Linked DNA regions of Rattus norvegicus: region 1 is linked to region 2. Evidence: chromatin contacts called from public Hi-C data. All regions are on one chromosome and are shown on one strand. Each heading gives the region's core, a stretch centred on a gene start, on an enhancer-like site or on the middle of the called end of the contact. The rest is flanking DNA. Distances are from core to core; before and after follow the strand shown. Region 1 holds the start of Nsun7 (NOP2/Sun RNA methyltransferase family member 7). Region 2 holds the start of Apbb2 (amyloid beta precursor protein binding family B member 2).

Region 1 (7,427 bases), core at 4,807-7,306, 380 kb after region 2:
GAGATACCTTAACCTGTCTTTCAGTTTTCCCACATATAAAATTATAGGTTCCTTTATAATAACCAACTAATTAGGTCACTACATAAAGAACTTCTTAGAGCACCAACTGAGACAAACATTCAAAACAGCAATGATTATTATTCTGTTACCTGAATCTCCCCATCTTGGTCTTCAAGAACTTACATGAAATGGCTGGCATTTCCCCTAAGTATAGCATTAGGTGGACTGACAACCCTTACTGACTGTTCTTCGTACAAGACTGCTGTTGCTGCACTTCAGTCCTGGAGTTCGATAATCAATAAAACATAACGAAAGAGAGTATAATAACAAAGGCTGGGCATGGCTCCCTGTGTAAAGTTTGATTCTTAAATACTACGGTGTTGGCTGGAGAGATGGCCCAGTGGTTAAGAGCACTGACTGCTCGTCCAGAGGTCCTGAGTTCAATTCCCAGCAACCACATGGTGGCTCACAACCACCTGTAATGGGGTCTGATGCCCTCTTCTGGTGTGTCTGAAGAGAGTGACAGTGTACTCATATACATTAGATAAATAAATAAATCTTTAAAAAGTCCAAACCCACTGTTAAAATCCTATGGTGGAAGAAGAGAAGCAACCACCAGAAGCAGCTCTGGCCTTCACACATGCCTGCATTTCCAGGAGTGCAGTCAGCTCTGGCCTTCACACATGCCTGCATTTCCAGGGGTGCAGTCAGCTCTGGCCTTCACACATGCCTGCATTTCCAGGGGTGCAGTCAGCTCTGGCCTTCACACATGCCTGCATTTCCAGGAGTGCAGTCAGCTCTGGCCTTCACACATGCCTGCATTTCCAGGGGTACAGTCAGCTCTGGCCTTCACACATGCCTGCATTTCCAGGGGTGCAGTCAGCTCTGGCCTTCACACATGCCTGCATTTCCAGGGGTGCAGTCAGCTCTGGCCTTCACACATGCCTGCATTTCCAGGGGTACAGTCAGCTCTGGCCTTCACACATGCCTGCATTTCCAGGGGTGCAGTCAGCTCTGGCCTTCACACATGCCTGCATTTCCAGGGGTGCAGTCAGCTCTGGCCTTCACACATGCCTGCATTTCCAGGGGTACAGTCAGCTCTGGCCTTCACACATGCCTGCATTTCCAGGGGTGCAGTCAGCTCTGGCCTTCACACATGCCTGCATTTCCAGGGGTGCAGTCAGCTCTGGCCTTCACACATGCCTGCATTTCCAGGGGTGCAATCATTGAAGGGTTTGTAGAAGCTGGAGTGCAGTTCAGCAAAAAAGTTCTTTCCTAACATGCCTAAGGTCCTAAGTTCAGTCCTTAGCACTACCAAAAAAAAAAAAAAAAAAAGGTATCTGAATTTCTACTCTTCCGTTCTTCTTTTCTGCCACAGCCGTGATCCCCCAGACTTTCCAGCAGAAATAAGCTTCTGTCCTTTATAAATTACCTACTTTCTGATATTTTGCTTTGGAGGCACAAAAGAATATCCAATAAAGTGTTAGGTATAGGTTGGAATTTGTCTTGGATGTCACCGTGTGCACACGACGTGTGTGTGAGAGCAGAGGCTCCCGTGCCAAAGCGTGTGTGACCAGTGAATTCTTGTACAGCGTTAGAATTTCTCACTTGTTATATGTTAGATGGTTTTTAAGGCCGTCAAATAGGGAAACAAAAGTAGCTGTTTCAAATTAAGTTTAGCTTATCCATATACTAAAACTATTAGACATTTTCAATGATGTCCCATGTGTTTATAAACTGGATCATGCAATTCAACATCTAACAACAATGTGATTTAAAGTTAGATATTTAAACCATCCATGACTATTTGCCAAGGAACTCCAAACACATATATTTTCCATACATTTTTGAGACACATGTATAAGTTATGCTCCATAGATGTTTCATAAATCCAAGTGCTAACACTGACTCACATGAGCATCCTTTTTACCTGTTAAGAAGGTTCTCTACTTCTTGAACTTCTGGTATGGTCACTGCGTCATTGGGAAGGACACGGGGCTGAAATTTTCTATCTTGGAAATCATACAGCATCACAATGATAAGGCTGTTCAACTGATCTGGCTACCAAGGGGAAACACACATGAAGAAAAAATGAACAATATCCCAGGGTTTGAGATATAACTCAGAGTAGAAGGCTTGCCTAGGTGAATGAAGTCTTAGGTTTGACCCCCGAAGCATGAGCATGAATATGGATGAGAGCAGTGTTTTTTATTCAGTTATTTTTCATAACAGAATAGGAACATGATTGTTTTTTACACAGTATGGTTAGATTTAGAAATAGAGAAAGTCTTCAAAAGAAGTATCTAGTGTGAGAGGATAAACCTTCTCAAAAAGGACAGTTTGAGATGTAGGAGTCAAAACGACAGGACTGGGGTCAAAACGCAAGTCTTAGAAGTAGGAAGGAACACATGTTTTAAAGAAGGCTCAACATAATGCAGAGCATTACTTAGGTCTGAGGGAGTCTGCATACTTTCTCTACACAGTGAGGCCGACCAATTCTGAACGTTGTTTACTTACGATTGTGGTACTTGAGAAGATATCGGTATCTATTAATATACTTTCCAAAATATCTTGATCTGCAAGACAAGGGAAAAGCCTGCTACCCAAAATATGAAACACACTTTCTAAGCAATGTAAAACTACTTTCACATGTAAAATGCACCTCAATTCCTAATAAATCATAGTAAGTCGTTAGAGTCTTCATGAACCCTGCACTTTCAGGGTTCAGGTTCTGCACAGATTCAAAGCACTATTTGAATAATTAAAGTAATCATAAAGGAGTTCTAGTCTTTAATTTATGACTTTTGAAAGACATTAAAGAAGATATAACTAGTAATATTGAACAGTAGGGCTGGAGAAATGGCTGAGCAGTTAAGAGTGCTGGTTGCCCTTCCAGAGGATCCTGGTTTGAGTCCCAGGACCCAAAGTGTGGCTCACAACTGGCTGTAACTTTATTTCCAAGGGAATCTGGTGCCCTCTTCTGGCCTCCATTGGCACTGTATGCACAACCATGTACATAAAAGTAGTTAAAATGTTAAACCTTTCTCTTTCCGGTTTTAAGTATTGCTGACATGTTGTATTAATTATTAAGTATTGTTAATATTTTGTTCTGAGTTTTTGTTCTGCTTATGAGAGAGGTTAGTTTATTTTAACATCCTTGTTAGTTATCAAGGTTTTTGTTAGCCTTATGATGGGAAATGTTCCTCTTCTTCTCTTCCTTTATTAGACATAATTGTAACTTAAGTATCTGGTAAAACTCACTAACGAAGGCACAGATGAGATATTTAATCCAAGACCGAAATGACAGGAGTTGCCATGTGAGGATCTGCGTAAGGACAGTAATCCAAACAGCAAAGAACAGAAAAACTACTCCGTAGGTGCTTGGTGGGAACTGGTAATCAAATTTCTACCCCCACCCCCAGGTTTGTGAGTATTTTTGATACACTTCAACTATAAGCATAATGTATGTTTTAATAAGGCAAACAGAAAGGAAGCCCTAGCTTTAATTCATCCAACATCCATGGGAAAAAAAAACCTAACGTATTGTAGACACTGGATTTCAGTCTTTATTTGGGAAATGAGAAAATCGAAGAAGACTAATTTTGGAGTGGAGACTATAATTCTCACAGGAAATCTTTTGGGAAACATTATACCTATTCAAGCCACCAACTTTGGAGACAGTTATGCTCTAATTTCATTTATAAGTAAAATCTCAGTTTTTGACACAGAAACTATAATTTCCAAAAGCGTGACAGACTTCTGACATGGAAGGGGTGTGCAGGCTATAAAACGTTGACCACTGGAGACATTGTAAAATCACAGGGGCAGAATGAAGGAAAACAGTACATGATTTCACCAATGTTACTCTCGTTTTTTAGGACTCTTGCAAAAAAGTCACCTCTGTCTGCCTTTCGAATTAACTTTAGATATCTAAAGTTATATAACATTCTTACTCTGACGTATCAATTTAAAGCTATGCTTTATCCAATGTATTCTAAGTTTTGGGCAAGTGAAGGAAACTCAATACCCATATTAATAAAATAAAAAAAAATCTACAAAGAAACACAGAGACACACACACAGCCCTCCTCGTAGTAGCAATATCTGGTTAGGCCCTATCTACAGTGACCCTTCCACATGGGAGCTGGCAGTTAACTACCATGAAGGAGCCGTGGAAATTTGAGTCTGGCACTTTGGAGGCAAATTAGAAAGGAGAAACCTACTTAAACATGGCACTCCAAATTAAAGCTGTTGGCTAAGAATTGAATAATCTTGATTGGGTTGACTTAGTCCTAGTATTCACTGTTTAAAGACTGTACTTTTCTTCTTCTGTCTCTCCGCCGTCCCTCTCCCTTGAATTTGTCAGGCCTCATGAACTTAAAATCAAGGTGGACATACAGAGGAACACAGTGAGCTACATCTGGAGAGTTCGAGTGGTTAAGGTGGAAATTCCTACTCTTCCCATTAATGGAACTGTGTCTAGGTTTCATTGATGTTTGTGTGTGTGTGTGTGTGTGTGTGTGTGTGTGTGTGTGTGTGTGTTGTTGTTGTTGTTGTTGTTGTTTTCCTTTTCCTTTTTGAGAAGGGTCTGGCTCTATAGCCCATCCTGACTTGGAACTGCAAATCCTCCAGACTTAGCAGCTGGGCTTACAGGCCTAGACAACCATGCTGACTCCTGTTCATTTCATGACTTCACTATACCTATCTGACAAGTGCAGTAACACTCTGTAGTTTCCCTTAGAATCCTTCATTTTTAAACGGTTGTAATTCACCAAAGATACACACACGACTAAAAAATGGTGTGTCTGAAGGGCTAGGCTACGTTCCGCATCCCATTAATTTCCTTGCTTTCTCGCCCCATTACCCCCTCTCTACTCGCCTGCCTCCCCATCCCCTACCCCCCAGCCTCTGGTAACCTCCAAAACCGGTATTACTCACACTTCAGGGTACTGAAAGCCAACTCATAGGACAAACGCTGAAAAGAATCTTCCTCGGCCTGGGTCCAGGAGGACGGCAAGAGTTCATCCCCGTAATTTATGATGACTTTGTCTGCTGGCCTTTGGATTCGAATACCCTGAAAAATGTTTGCCGCCGTAACGTACACGGAGTCTGGATAGCTAGATTTTTCTAGCGCAGCTGAAGGTTTTCTCTTGGAAACTAAATCCCCTGACATCTCTAGGGAAGCGAGTTGGGAGAGCTCCTCCATATTTTCTTGGTCAAAAAAGTCCATTGCACTGTTCGGATCCAACATGTTTGCCTCTGATGTCAACTGCCCCTGATGTCAATAACTCAAGCTTCAGGTTCAATTCAGGTGGTCCAGGGAGATTGCTATCCTTGTAGTCTTAAGCATGGTCTCTGAGAAAAGAAAGGGTTACCTTGGTAAATCTCTTTCTACAGCACCTCTCTTGATTGCCCCTTTCTTGCGGCATATACTACTAGCCCATCGGAACACCCCATACTTCCAACTGCAAGGAAAACTTGCACTCAGGGATGGAAGGAACAACTAGAGATCCTCCCACCCCACCCCCACCCTCTCTCCCACCCCCAGGGTGAATTTCACCACAGCCCATTAAGGACAGACCCACTAGGTCCCCCTGGCCTCGCACCCTCAGCATCCAAGGGAAAAAGGTCCTACCACCTTCTCCGCGAATCCGCCCTTCTCTAAGGTTGGGATGTTTCCCCGGGGCTCTGGGGCTGAAGACGCGGCAACCTCTGTACTTGGGGCGCTGGAGGCAGAACCAGGCCCTCGGGAGCCCCGGGAGGCGACCGCCCGCGGAGGCCGTTTAATTCAAGTACAGCCACACCACCCGCGGGGTTCGGGCGTGGGGGAAAGCGCTCGGCGCCCGCGCCCGCTACGTTCGGGTCCCTGAGGGAAACGCTGCCTCCTCAAGCGCGTCTTCGGGCTCCGGGGGGACACTGCTCAGGACCGGCCCTCGGCTCTCGGGATCCCTCAAAGAAGGCTCTGGGTCCCTGAGGGGACGCTTCTCGCGACCACCCCGGGCTCTTGCAGCCAACCTAGCGGGTACAGCAGCAGGAAGCCAGGAGCTGGGTCCGTACTCGACCCTGGCTACCGAAATTTCCTCTAAGTCTTCTAGAGGCGTGAGCGGGTGCGGCAGGGTGCCCGGATCTCCATGGCAACGGGGGTGGGGGTGGGGCTGTGCTCCAGGCTTTCCGAGTGGGATCTGCTAGAAGTGACTCTTCACCAGTTTCTTGTACTCGTGACAGCCCTTCAGTCCCTCTTGGAAGTCAGGCCAGGGTTCCTGAGCACTCAAGCTTGGTTTCCTTCATTAAACACTTAGGGATATTTTGAAGTAGATGGTGTAGTTCTGCGGCTTAACTCTCAGGCACCTGAGGCCCCCATTGAAATGCAGATGGCTGGACCCATCTCCGGGATTCTGAGTTTGGGCATGGGACTCAAGATTTTGCTTGCTATCTATCAATCTATCTATCTATCTATCTATCTATCTATCTATCTATCTATCTATCTATCTATCATCTATCTATCATCCATCTATAGATGTGTGTGTGTGTGTGTGTGTGTGTGTGTGTGTGTGTGTGTGTTATTGCTTCCCATTGTGGTTTCCTTTTTTTCCCCTCCACCCCTCCAATCCCCCCTCCTCTCGCTTCCCTCTACTCCCCCTCCCCCAACTCCAAACTCCTCTGTGCTGCAATCAGAGGCTTGAACTCCCAGGAGGATTGTTTCTCTTTGCCTTGAAAAGTCTCTCCTTTTGTCTACCTGGTAAACTTCTACAAAAAATCTTTGAAACTCAGCCTTTTTCAACATTTGCATGTGTCTGAATGTAAATTTATTTGCTAAGCCAGAGATCCAAAATAACAGTGGGCTTGAACCTAGTAGAAAGTTGATACTCAGGACCCAGTTGGCACTGGCTTGGTGGTATTGGCCTTTAATCTCAGCACCCAGCATGGTCTGTATAGGGAGTTCCAGGCCATGCCAGTGAGACCCTGTCTTAATCATCCCCATCCCCTACCCCGCCCCCGCCCTCACTCGCATCTTGTAGGTCTGACTCTACTACACAGTTATCAGGAACCCAGGCTCCTCCTAAGGGTTCACCCAAGGTCTATCTATGTCTTTGTCAAATTAGTGTGAGATGGCTCATCCCAAGTCCACTTGCAGACAGTGATAAAGGGCAGAAGGCGGAGGGAGACAGCACGTCCATGCCTTCCAAGGACAGGACTAGAAAGATGCACATGTCACTTTGCTTGGTTTCCACTCCAGAATTAGTCACAGAGCGTGCTTAATAACGAAGGCTGGGAAACGAGTCCAACTGAAATTCAAGGGAACTATTGCTGTAAGGGAAGGGTGTTCGTAGTGACTGACAGAAACGCGGTAAACATACAGACAGAACGGGGGACCTGCCGTCACACGTGATCGTGGGGCACCTCTGATTTTAGCACCCTTTATTTTTT
Region 2 (7,488 bases), core at 778-3,277:
GGTGAGGTTGCCTACTTAGCTGGCCAGGGCACCTGGCAATCCATTCCACCTTAAACGTCCCTTTCAGGAAGAGAGAAGAAATTGTGGGTAGGGTGCAGGAAGGAAGCAAAGGAGAGTTCAAAGCCAGCGTTCCAGTTCTGCCAGTCCTCCCTGGAAATAACTACGGGAATTTCCTCCAGCAGCTGCAGGATGCTCCGTAGCCGGCCCCTCACTATAGGGACATCCAAGTATTCAGAAGGCTGGGAGGTGACTTCCCGACTCCTCCTGCAGGCCGCTAGGGGCAAGAGCCTACGAAGCAGGCGACCCGGCTGGGAGGCCGAAGCGGGAGCAGGCGCGGAAGCGTTTCGGCGGTGATCCTGGAGACCCTGGGGCTTTCCGGAAGGGTGATTGCATCAGGTGTGGAGCAGGGCGCCGCCTCCGCCCAACCTGGAGCCCACCGCGCCTGCGCGCCCCGCCCCGCCGCCACAGCGGACTCCAGCACGGGTTTTCCTGCGTATCTAAGGAGACCGCCTGGAGGGGGCAGGCGCGGTTCGACCCGGGAGCCCGGGAGAATCGGGTGATAGGGTAGGCTCTGGACGTTGGCGGGCAAGGAGATCAAGGTGGAAGGGGACTTGGTGTAGTAGCCTGCTGAGATCACTGCAATGAAAGACATGCAGGGTGGGCTTGGATTCATTTCCTCCTCTGTGTGGGCGTGAAGGACACAGTAGCCGGTGTCTCAAGGCCCTCTACAGTTTTTTCCCCTCAATATTTTTTCCCTGGTTTTTGACTGTCGACGGTTCACAGCTCGTTAAGTCTTGGGATGCAGAGGCTCAGTTCCAAGAATGAACTTGCATAGATTTATGGAAAATTTTCTGTAGTAGTACTGTTGGCCTTCTGCAGAGTCTGAGGGAAATATTGATCATAGAAAAGGCTATAGGATAAAAGATTCCTCCAACACATGGCGTTCTGCCCATTCCCAACAACCCATCTCTTTTACATGTCAACACCTTGTGTATGGAGATGGTGAAGATGGCATTTTATAGAAACTATTCAGTGCATGTCAGTCATTGCTGGACCGTAAACACCATGAAGGCAGGGACTGGGATTTTAAATTTGCTTGTACTCCCAGGTCTAGTAAGGGGAACTTGTGGAGCCTCAATAAACTCATGCCCATCTCCACTAGGGAGGATGAATCTGAGTTTATTATCTGAGGGAGGAGTGCGTTGGAAAAGGGTCATTACTTAGTAGTTACAGTTATTTTCAGAATTACCTTTTTAAAGGAGGTAGTAGGTAGCATTGTCTCTGTATTAGACATTAGAGTCCTCATGACTAGTCCTCAGATGGCAGCCACATCAGCACCTGGGAATTTGTTACTTACAGGAGCTTGTGCAATACAGCACAACCACTCATTTGGCCCGGGGAAAGGGACCTAGCATGCTACTTCAGCAACCTTTCTCAGTTGAGTGTGACCTAGGCATCAGTTTAACTCCCTCTGGCTTGGTGAAGAAACAGTTAAGGCCCTCCAGGTGCCTTCAATAAATCCACTACTTCCTGGCTAACAAACAGGTAGCAAGTAGATTATGTTTTTCCTTTTCGCAGATGTATTTCTTGCTTGGCGTTATCTCGCTGTGATTTTCCAGTGCAGGAATGTTCGTGTGTGGCATATGTCTGGGCGTTGGGGATGAGGAGGCAGAAGGCAGAAGTTTCACCTTTTAACGTCCAGTTAGCCAGGAAGGCTGTAGGCAGCTTCATCTTGTGATAATTTTCCATTCTAAAGGAACGCAGACGTGTGACTGAAGAGTTCCCCAAACTGCCTTTTGGTGCAGACAGACGCTAGGCCACCTGGAGGGGATACCCGGGCTGTCCCGCACCCCCAGCCTCTGGGTGTCACCCTGGCGCCCCCTGCCTCTCTGTTGTGCCAAAGCCGGGCCGCCTCCACCTGCAGGGGTCGCCCTGGGAGCGCGGCCCGCCCCCTTCCGCCGCGGCCTCCGCCCCCGGCCCCGCCTTGCTGGGTTCGCCCGGCTTCGCCAGGCCCCTCCAAGCCTTTCCTCGCGCAGCCGCCGCCAAAGCCTGGAGAAGTGGAATCTCGCCGCCGCTGCTCCCTGCGCGGGCCTCGCGGAGCCGCACTGGGCATGCTCAGTCGCCGGAGCCAGTGCTGCTCTAAGTAGGAAGCTCGCGTGCTGCAGCCCGCAGCTGATCCGGGCGCTCAGCGGGCTGCGAAACCTAGGACCCGGGTTCAGAGCCGATCGATCGCCGCGCAGCGCTGGTGAGCCCCGCTTCCTTCCATGCCTTCAGCCCGGGAATCTGAGGAATGACCCGGAGTGCGCCGCCGGAGCAGGGCAGCCGGCGAGCCTGGCTGCTTGTGCCCTCGCGGCTGCTGCTCGGTTTCTGGCGGTCACCGCCGGTCGCTCAGCCGCAGCCGCAGCTGCAGCAGCTGCCGCCGCATCTGCAGCGGGCGCCTGCTGCGGAGTCCCGCTCGCCCCACGCCGCAGGGCCGGTGCTCTGGCTGCGGGCTCGCCCGGTCACTCCCATTACTCCCTCACTCCCACCCGGAGCTTGGGCTCGGCAGGGCCGGGCGAGGACACGGGGCTATGCCCGGGCGGAGACTGCGGAGGGCAAAGTGCGGGTGGGCGCGGGCGACCGGTAGCGCACGCCCCCTTGCCCTGGGGCCGGCCTGCCCGCCCGGCGGCGCGCTCTTGCTGGAGACTCTGAAACCTATCCAGCGTCTCCTGGGGTGCAGAGAGCCCAGCTACCCAGAGAGGAGGAGGGGGCAAAGTTGTACCCTCTGCAACGTTGAGAGCGTTTTAACTAGAAAATGGCTGTGTACTGAGGGCCCGATCAGGGAAGCCGGTCATCGGGATCCCGAACGCCCCACTGCTGCCCGCTGGGAGGAATGGTGGCTCAGACGCCAGAAATGACATTTGTGCGACGAAAACTAGCTGGGCGGAGGGAGGGATGCGGAGTCCCGTAGAAACAATGATAGGTGGTCTCTCCATTGATGAAGAGGTCTGAAAACAGGAGGTCAAGCTCAAAAGGCCAAGGGAGTGTGGGACTTAAAGAAAAAAGCTGGATAAATCAGATGGAAAATTGGAACCGTTCTGTAGCAAGATTCTGCACAGCCACGACTGTCCCGATCGCTTGCGGATGGAGTGGATGGCTGGAGAGGGTTCACATAGAGAGAATTAGGTCAGTGTCTAAAACCCAATGAGCTCTTAGAGGGGGCAGTTTTAAAAAGTCCTGTCACTGGCTTTGCCTTGTGCCCGGTGTCTTAAATGAAAGTCATAAAGGGGCATCATAAAATGATAACAGCAATATCATTTGATATCAAGAAATAAGAAACTTGGTGAGGCTGGCCCTTTTTGTTATTTGTTTTATCATTTTACCAATTTAAGAATAAATTATGACCGCTTATCTGTTGTTTTAGGATTTGGTACCTTAAATCTTATTTTCTTTCTCATCATGATATTACAGAAAGGGCCATGGTAGTAGTACCTGAATCCTTGTGGCTGACCTTATGAAAACAGGGCTCTTGAGGGGGGCATTTCTTTATGAACTTAGGAACAGGCTTTGTCTTGTTTCCGTTTGAAAGAAAAATTTGGGTTTCTTAGAATTTGGAGAATCTTAGGAATGGAATCTGTTTGGTAAGATAGTATTTGTCCTGAGGATGGGGACCCCTATCCCCCCAGGCAGGCAGAAATGTGGTGGGAACAAGGGTAGTGGAGTGGGGAGTGGTCTCATCTGTGGAGTGTGGGTGTGGGGGATGTCACAGGTGCAAGATGTCTGCCACTGTCCTTTTGAACTTGATGCGTTCGATTGGTAGATGCCTTCAGAAAGTTCTCAGGAGAACACCATGTACCACACTTACTCAGAGCCTTTGAGAAACGACTCAGGTTGGGACCCTATTCTGGTGTAAGTGGGACAGCTGTTCTCTTATACTGTTACTTCTTCCCCAAATGGATACTTTAAACTATTCAACTTTAAGGAGTGGGGGCAGAATCCTGCCATCTGAAACTTCCTAAAGAAGTGGTTGAAAAGCTTGAGGAGCTGCAGTGTAACAGAGTAATGCGTTACATTAGCTTTAGTAATATGAACACAGACTACAACATTATCTAGGAAAAGACAAGTGTTACAAGAACACGTGTGCAAACAATATTTTAGAACAGTTATTTCGTATGTCATGTTTCTATTTTTCTGAGGGCTTTTCCTGCCAGAGGAGAAACAGCAAACAAATATTGGATTCTTTTGCTGTTAGAACAGGAATCAACACTTGAAACCCTTCCCGTGATGATTAGAATTGCGTTCTGTTGCTTTCCCTGATTAGTGGGTATCTAAATTTATCTAAGGAAAATGGAACCTTAAATATCTTCCTATCCACAACTTTAAAATAGACAATGCCTTTGTGATATAATACGTCAAGTATTCCAGAGACATATCTACAGTGTTTGATGAGACCAACAGCTACTCACTATGTTCACAAGGCTCTTAGGATGAGCTTTAGAAAAATGTTGTATTAAGTTATTACTGATTATGTGGGTGATACTTTCCTTGCCTGAGTTAAGAAAACTAGGATTTGATCAATGGCTTTTTCCTGACAAAACTGACATGCTCTTTCCATATAGTGTCTTTTCCTGTATGTGATGTATGTGGGCCTGCATGCATATGTGCATGCACTTGTCATATGCACGTGTGATGGTCAAAGGATCCTGCTAACCTTCACCTTTTTTGAGACCAAGTTTCGTCTTTATTGTTGACTCCTGTGCATACCAGGCTAACCGGCCTTGAGAGCCTCAGAGGATAATCCGTCTTTATCTTGCGGAGGGAATACTGTATTATCATGCCTGGCTTTAATGAAGGGCTAGGAGAGTTAAATCAGGCCCTCACCTTTGCAGGGCAAGTACTTTGCCAACCGAGCCATCGCTTTAGCTCCTCCTGTATCCTTTGCCGATGGTATCTTGACATAAATGCCACCCATCCAAGAAAACCCCTCTAAGACATGGAGACCTTGGACCCACTAGCAATCTCCCTGTGAAGTTTTTTTCTCATAGGAGGAGAATATTTCAGTGTGTTACTGTTATTCCCTAGGCATTCTCTTCTGAGACATCTTTGATTTGTTGTTTAGGATTAGGTCTGAGTAAAACAGTGTGCCGTGACCAACCGGTTAGCCTCCATCCATGTTTGAAAGCCTGCTTTAAACCCCGTTTATTTATTTTCAGCAGCGCTGTAGCATTAGCAAATCTAGGGATGATAAGTCAGAACTGCCCATTTTAAAGTGTCATTGGTGCACATTGTGCATGATGACGCGTGTTGGTGGTGTTCTGTAGTGTAATGGCTTGTCCGAGGCAGAGTGGCAGGCTTCATGATTAAGGGTCTGGTAGGATTTGATAGAAAGCAGTGACTCTAAAGGCTTTGCTTCTGTGTCCTGCTCCTCTGGGAACCCAGCTCACTCTGTGTCCTGGAGAAGTCAGTTCACATCTTGGAATCTTGGTTACCCCATTTGTTGAATGAGATTTGCAGGAGGATTTGCCTCTGGTTGGTTTACTGAGTCCTTGGCCTGGTGCAGAGGCCTGTAATACAGCCTATGATTCAGGGAGGGAGGAGTTCATTCAGCACATGGGTAAGGCCGGATTTGTACATCTCAGAGCCTGTCCTACCCTGGTTTTGTCTTACACCCTTCCTTCTTGGTCAGTTCTGCCTCCCATTGAGTTTTCCTTTGACTACAAAATAATTGTCACCGATGGACTCTGTACCTGTGTTCTTCTGGGTAGGTAGGCTGTACAGTGGATTATGCTTGGCTGTCAGACTTTGGAAATTTTTTAGCATCTTCTGAAGAGAGATTTTCTGCTTTTGTGCTACCAGCTTATGTAGGAGATGCTACGGGTTGCAGAGGAGGCCTTCCGTGTCTCCGTTGCTGGGCTCCATCTTGTAGAATTCTGGCTGAGCCTTCCTATACTTTATCCTTCGCCTTCTGCCCTTAGTAAGGGGTGCAGCCCTCGGCCTTAGGAATTGATTGCTGCTGTCATTTGATGTGAGCGTCTTCCAGGGCCGTGCAGGAGCAGATGTACCAGTGACGGGACTGAGGGCACAGGTGGCCTGTCCCATTCTGGGTTCTGCTGTGCTCGTGTTGCCTTCAGGATGCTCACAAAGCTCAGTAAGTAAGACCGGAGAAGGTGGCCAGAGTTACTGCACCACTTAAGTGACAGTGAGGACAGTGAGGTCAGGACCTCTGGCCTCTGGCCTGCAGGATTCTGAAACCCCACAAGGAGCAAGCCTAGAATTGCAAACACGGGAAGAGGGTGGGTGGTAAGAAGGGAAAAGTTGGGGAGAGGAGATAAGTCATCACCATGCGGTCAAGACTAGGGAGCCTGGATCTAGTTAAAGGCATAGGAGGTCAGCACGATGACCAACTCACTTATTAGCTAAGCAACTAACGACAAAAAGATACAGACAGAACAAAACAGAAAAAGAACTAAAGGGGGGGGGGAGGCAATGTATGATTTCCTGGTATATAAGATGTATATAATGCATGAGTTCACAGAGACAAAGGAGAGAGAACATAGAGCAGAACAATGGGGTAGAAATAGGCCTGAAATGTTTTCTTCATGTTAATGACTTGAGAATGGTAGGAAGTTTAACCATTGCACCCTTTTCCTCCTGTGGATACTGCAGGATTTTTCCTGCGGGGCAGTACCTGAAGTTTCCAAACTTGAGCTATATTGGCAAGCCTACTTCAGGAGTGCTTGGAGTGGGAGGAAGTGTGGCTTTGTTATTTTTAGTTGACTAAAAAAAAATGCAGTCTTTTGAACTGAGCTAGGAGGACTGTGCGTTTGGAGGATGCAACTGGACCAAGGTTTTGCGGAGTTCTGAAGAGGAAGGGCGAGTTCCTTTCGATGGAATGGGATGTAGCATGTCCAATCCACCACCCTAGGAAAAACATCTTAATGTGTAGGCATTGCAAAAGCCAATGGTTTGTGTATATGCAGAGCACAGTGCAGGCCCTGAGGGCTGAGAGTCTCTCAGTGACATTTTCATTGTTTTTCCGGATAATGGTGATGTGAAAGCCAGGATTTTTATTGGTGTTCAAATGAGGAGAGCTGCCCCTTTCTTTGAGATTATGCCCTTCCAATTTTGGGGTAAAAATCTTCTGTAAAGGGATGGGAATATTTTCATTTGGCAGCTTAATGGTCCATGAAATTGCTAAGTCTGGGAATCTGGTCTTGAGATGCAGAGTTCTGCCCTTGGGATTGAGTTAGTAGCAAAGCCAGACCAACTCATAGAGCTTGTGGGTGGGCTGCTAGGGCCTCTGGGCCTTCCAGGAACGTAGAGTCACCCAGAGTCTCGGGAGCTGTGCAGGAATTCATTTCTAAAGTGCCCTGGGAGCTAGGCAGCATTTTTGAATTATAGCCCAGGAATGACCAGCAGGATGCCAGAGTGAAGGACGAGGGCCTGCGAGAGCAGACAGGGCTAATGGTGGCAATGTGAATTCGGCAGGCAGGCCTGGAGATGTATCTT

The links. A called contact is a pair of places that touch in the nucleus more often than the background predicts.
Region 1: a contact with region 2 is called in a Hi-C map of frontal cortex, with 1.9 times the contacts expected there. The contact joins the promoter of Nsun7 here to the promoter of Apbb2 in region 2. A contact is called at or near these places in 3 of 12 Hi-C or Micro-C datasets (Schwann cells, frontal cortex and kidney).

Annotation. Positions count from the first base shown.
Region 1 is chr14:42,282,902-42,290,328 of GRCr8, forward strand. It overlaps Nsun7 (NOP2/Sun RNA methyltransferase family member 7), which reads right to left and starts at 6,057. Exons shown (of 12, transcript NM_001400916.1): 1 at 5,638-6,057; 2 at 4,938-5,354; 3 at 2,518-2,576; 4 at 1,931-2,061. The coding sequence starts at 5,250.
Region 2 is chr14:41,909,760-41,917,247 of GRCr8, forward strand. Apbb2 (amyloid beta precursor protein binding family B member 2) reads left to right here and starts at 2,028. Exons shown (of 17, transcript NM_001427465.1): 1 at 2,028-2,245.